2 separate regions of the Zea mays genome follow, and region 1 is linked to region 2. The links are chromatin contacts, called in public Hi-C maps. All regions are on one chromosome and are shown on one strand. The core of a region is the stretch at or near the end of the contact, and the rest is flanking DNA. Distances in the headings are between cores, read along the strand shown.

Region 1 (2,700 bases), core at 31-2,530, 180 kb after region 2:
CTGCTGGCTTGCCATTCAAGGCGCCGTCTGAATCTGAATCCTGAACGCCTGAGCTGAGCCCACCCCTGCAACCTGCATCGGCACAGCCAGCATGTCCTGGTTGTCTGGCGTGCCTTGGGCGCTGCTGCTAGCAAGTAGCGACGGCCCTGGCCTGACGGGCCCGTTGCGGAATGTGAGATAGAGATAGCCATTGCACGTTGGTTTCAGGGCCTCACGGGTTGTGTGGCGCGTGCTGCCGTCTGTCTGTCAGTTGTTCACCACCTTCCCCTGCTCTTGGTGATAAGCATTATTAGCTGCTGAATTTGCAGACTGCTTGTATAAATCTCTTCTCCAATCTAAAATAAAAGAAAAAGGTCTTCCAGCAATTAGGCCCACGAAGCAAGCGAAGCCCAAAATGATATTCGATGACTATTTACTCTGTTAAGTAGGTATATGGGTTAAATTATTTTATTAGGCAAAAACATTCGCCTAATGAGTAAATGTGCGTTAAGACGTGCTACCTTTTTCATTTCCGTTAAACCTGTGGGTATAAAATATCCGGTATAAACTTAGTCTAAAAACATGAACTTGTGATTAAGTCATCTATATCTTTTAACTGTTTAACAACCTTTTGCGATAATGTCATAGTAGGCTTAACATCTATACGATAACCATGCAATTAAACATGTAATCTGTTACATTATACTGTTCCAGTGTTGCTATTTTATTCAATTATTCATGGTGTTCTTAAATAGATGATCGAATGATGCTAGAAATTTTGTATTTAGATGGATATATTAGAAATTTGTATAATGTAGAACCGTAAAATGTTTAGGGTATGTTTGGTTGGGCTGTGGCTGTGAAAAAAACTGCTGTGGGCTGTGAGCTATGGGAAAAGCTGCTGTGGGTTGTTAGCTGTTAAAAAGCTAAAAACCGTTTGGTCGAAACTAATAAAAATCGTTAAAAGTTATTCGATATACATTTTCACAGTTCCATCTAAAAGTCACTAAAAACAGGTCTAGTGGTGCTTTCAATTTTGCACTGCGAGAAAGTCAGTTTTTTGAAAAAAGCTGCTTTCTTGATCCAGTCCTTTGATTTAGCTTTTGACTTTTAGGGGATAAAAGTCAAAACCAAAAGTCAAACCAAACACACTCTTAATCTTTGTGAGTACGAATGATCTATATCTATATGATATAGGTACGCTCAGGAGTGACAGACGAGAGACTATTTTTTTTGGTGTGTGTATGATATGCGATATAGCCGGTGGCGGTGGGGTTGCCATCTCTATCTCGGCGTGCAGTCAGTCAGTCACAGACTCCAGCGAGCGAGGGACCAAAACCCTAGCTGAACCCTCCCGGCCCGCGCAGCAACTGCGTCCATGGAGGTGGACCCCTCGCCGTCGTCGCGCTCGCCCAGGCCGCCGCCTCCGCCGCTGGCGGCGATGCCGAGCTACTTCGACCCGGAGTCGTCCGGCCGTCGGGAGGAGTACCGCCGCTACAGGTCGGGTGTTCTCTTCCTCCATTTGCGTTCCCAAATGCTGCGCTGCTGAGTAGGTGATGCGGGTGTGGCGGTGTAGTTTTGATTCGGGATGGTTGAGGTTCAAATGTGTTGTGGGTGGGAGGGAGTGGGGTTTTGGGGATTGGTTGATTTGCGATGGTCTCTGGCCTCGTCCAGATGTGCTCTGGGTTTGCGCGTGCCAATTCGAGCCTCCATGGGTTCATTGGTTATAAGATGTGTCAGTTCATCGATACCCCAGGCATATGCTGCACTAGTGTCCTGTCACCTTAGTCACTGCTGTTGCTAATTATGTGTTTCGCTTTGCAATTTACAGGAAGAGGTTGTCTTCTTCAAATGTCTCTCCTCTGCTGGGAAGATCACTCTCCAAGACCTCTGGACCAAGGCTGTTATATGATGGAGAAAGCATCCCAAGACAGCCTAATGCCGGTTTACTCCTTGAAGACATAAAGCAGGAAGCTGCCGATTATTCCAACGTAGAAAGCTTGGATGGATTGAGACTGTTCGGTTCGCCGAAAAGGACATCTCTCGATGGCGGTTCTGCATCAGGCGCAGCTTACAGTTCGGGCAGGCAAGCAGTGAGGCAGACGCTGAAGCCAGTCAAACTGGAGGACGATATGTATGTGCCACATGAAGGAGAAACGCCTTCTACAATGTTTGCAACTCTCCTTGATTCTGGGATCCAAGGTTAGAGGATTAAAGTGGTCTGGTTATTGAGCTGCTTGTAGGAGTAGTAGTTACTATGGCATGTGCTATTGTTTTCTCTCTCTCCAAATTTTTGGGATGGTTTCTTTTGTTAAGGTGATGAAGCATTCTGTTACAAAGCTTTATTTGTACGTGGTTTTCGTCAGTCTTAGGGGGTGTTTGAATGCACTAGAGCTAATAGTTAGTAAGCTAAAAATATACTAGTAGAATTAGCTAGCTAACAAATAGTTAGCTAACTAGTAGCTAGTTTACTAAAAATAGCTAATAGTTGAACTATTAGGTAGGGTGTTTGGATGTCTCTAGCTAATTTTAGCCACTAACTATTATCTCTAGTGCATTCAAGCACCCCCTTATTGTTTCCCTTTATGTTTTATTTGATTCTAACCAATAGTGAATACTTAATTAAACTTGTCCTTCAGAAATAAACACACGTATTTCGAGTAGCAAAATATAGCAGTTTATTACTGGGTGGCTGTGGATTCTATCATCAGTTTGCTCCCT
Region 2 (2,700 bases), core at 137-2,636:
TGGATGGTCTTCTGCTATGGTTCGTTGTTGTATGCTGCTCTATATATATACACACACGAAGACGAAGGATGCATATATATGGCAGCATATAGATGCAGTTTATTGTCTGCACTACTGGCAGTCTGGCGCTGCTAGTATATAGATTTCGCCACTATTTATTCTCTTGCTCGGTTTCTGGCGTAATTCTTAGCGATTAATGCTTGGTTGCCAAATATATCTTTAACAATTAATGTCTGTAATTGTGGTGATAATGAATGGTTGCCAAAAACTAGTCATTACTATAATATTTAACTGGTGCTTTTGTCTGGTGTCTCACTGGATACGTCCGGCAAGTGTACCGCCACTCGAATGTACACTTAATTTGTAGGCCTATCCGACTTCCTTGTATCATGTCATGTACAATGCCATGTCGGACACGTACGTTCGGTAAGTACTCAACCTTTTGGTTTGAAACCTCTCCGGGATGCCCTATTGTTGTAACACCCAGATTTCTATTTTTTTCGGAATCTAAATAGAATTTCCCGAAAGATTTATTTGAATTAAAGTGCTTTTAATATGTATTAGGAACTTAAGTTATTTCCAAAAAAATAAATACATGCATGGGCAAATGTAAAAAAAAAATATCATGTTTGTGTACTGGAAGCCGGAGCACTATATTTATTCTGTGTGGATTCAGATTTGAAATTGGGATTTTAAAATTGGATTTGAATTCTCTTTTTTTTCTTCTTCTGGAAATACAAAAGATTTCTATTTTTTTTGTATTTTGTTCGTGGGCTAACATCCGTTTACACGGCCCCCGGCTGCCCTCGCCGCCACGCGAACGGGCCGAGCCGGCCACAGTCCAGTCCGCGCTCGTTTACTGGATCCACCCGAAACCAACCAACCAGCTGAAGGAGTGAAGGCGTAAGCGTAATGCTAGGAGTCGCCCATCACTTCGGGACTTCGGGTTCGCGCGCGCGATCACTCGTATTTGGCCGCCGACGGGTGGGCCCCTGTTGGCAGCCCCGTCTTCTTCCTCGTGCCTGAATGCCTGAATCGAGCACGCCGCCGAGACCGAGTTTGCGTCGAACAAAGCGTTGTGAATTCCTCAGCAGGACCAAAGCGGAACAAGTTTAGATCCAAGATGACAAAGCCGAACAAGTACGCGCGCGGTGTGAATTGTTCCAAATGTAACGACTCTCCATCTCTCGTTGTGTGGATGCAAGACAAGGGCTAGAATGAATAGAATGTGTGGTCACAATCAGACAACTGGAGCTGCAGGACTCTCGCTCGCTAGGTTAGCTGGCGTAGTCCCGCAAGCTTTGTGAGCTCTATCTGCTGACACGACATGTACGTGCCCCTTGCTTGGCAGCTTGCACGGCTCTCTCTCTCTCTCTCTCTCTCTCTCTCTCATCCCATGGCCTGGCGCCCTGGCCGCACGTCCTGACGATCGACGCTAGCGAACAAGCGGACGAGTTTCCCGGGTCACGCATGTCTCGTCGTCTCGTTGGACCACAACCGTCGCCGGGCAAGCAGTACAAGTACGCCCCACATGCTTCTCTCTCGGAGTTGGGGACAGGACAGCCTACCGAAATCTCTCTGCTCGGTCTTCCTTCACTCTCTCTCATAGTCTCATGCATGCATGGCTCCCACTGCCCATCATCAGGTAAGGCACGCACCACCAGCACGCGACGCATGCACGCAAATGGGATGGGATCATCACATGCGCCACCACTGCTCGTCACGGCTAAGCCGCCGCCGCCGCGCGTTTATCTGCTTCACCTGCTGCAGGCAGCGCGGGACGATGAGCTGGAGAAGAGCCGCCGCAAGCCCGGCGGCGGCGGCAAGGCGGCGGCGGTCCGGTGCCACCCGGTCCTGGCGGAGGAGCGCAAGGCGTCCATCAGGGGCGTGGTGGGCGACCTGCTGGCCATGGCGGGCGGCGGCCGGAGGAGCCTCATCTCGCTCGGCGTCGGCGACGCGTCCTCCCACGCATGCTTCCGCCGCGGCGGGGAGTTCGCCGCCGAGGCCGTCGCCCACGCCGCCTTGTCCGGCGCCTTCGACTGCTATGCGCCGTCCTTCGGCTTCCCCGACGCCCGCCGGTGAGTCCCAGTCGCCTAGCCATCACACTCACACCACACCACACCACACGCATCGAATTCCCATTTTTTCAAAGCCAAGTACAGCACGAGTATCCAGCGGACGTGGTCCTGTCCACGTGGCACGTACCAGGACCTCGAGCTCGAGCCACGTGGCTTCTTGCGTTCTCATGCATACCATCCCTCACGCCACGGTTGCTCTCTCTCTCTCTTGCATGCATGCTGCTGCGCCGTCTGCCGTGCCGAACCAACCGACCAAACAAACAGCGCGGTCGCCGCCCACCTGTCGACCGGCGCGGTGCACCGCACGCACGAGGCCGACGTGTTCATGACGGCGGGCGGCACGGGCGCGATCACCGCCATCGCCACGGTGCTCGGCGGCGCGCCGGGGGCCAACGTCCTGCTGCCGCGCCCGGGCTTCGCGCCGTACGAGGCCGCCTGCGAGGTGGCCGGCGCCGAGCCCCGGTTCTACGACCTGCTGCCGCGGCGCGGCTGGGAGGCCGACCTCGCCGGCGTGCGCGCGCTGGCCGACGCCGCCACGGCCGCCCTCGTCGTCATCAACCCCAACAACCCGTGCGGCGCCGTCTACTCCGCTCACCACCTCCGCCAGGTGAGCGCTGCGCTG

The links. A called contact is a pair of places that touch in the nucleus more often than the background predicts.
Region 1: a Hi-C map of tassel shows a contact between it and region 2, with 4 times the contacts expected there. The contact joins the promoter of LOC100272594 here to the promoter of LOC100191816 in region 2. A contact is called at or near these places in 14 of 25 Hi-C or Micro-C datasets (bundle sheath, ear, endosperm and 6 more) and 2 of 3 datasets of contacts at active chromatin or transcription factors (leaf and seedling).

Annotation. Positions count from the first base shown.
Region 1 is chr4:5,039,646-5,042,345 of Zm-B73-REFERENCE-NAM-5.0, forward strand. It overlaps LOC100272594, which reads left to right and starts at 1,281. Exons shown (of 24, transcript NM_001319976.1): 1 at 1,281-1,479; 2 at 1,811-2,181. The coding sequence starts at 1,358.
Region 2 is chr4:4,863,067-4,865,766 of Zm-B73-REFERENCE-NAM-5.0, forward strand. It overlaps LOC100191816 (S-alkyl-thiohydroximate lyase SUR1), which reads left to right and starts at 1,387. Exons shown (of 8, transcript NM_001399081.1): 1 at 1,387-1,645; 2 at 1,771-2,078; 3 at 2,343-2,685. The coding sequence starts at 1,622. LOC103652737 reads right to left here and starts at 40. Exons shown (of 2, transcript XM_008679696.2): 1 at 1-40.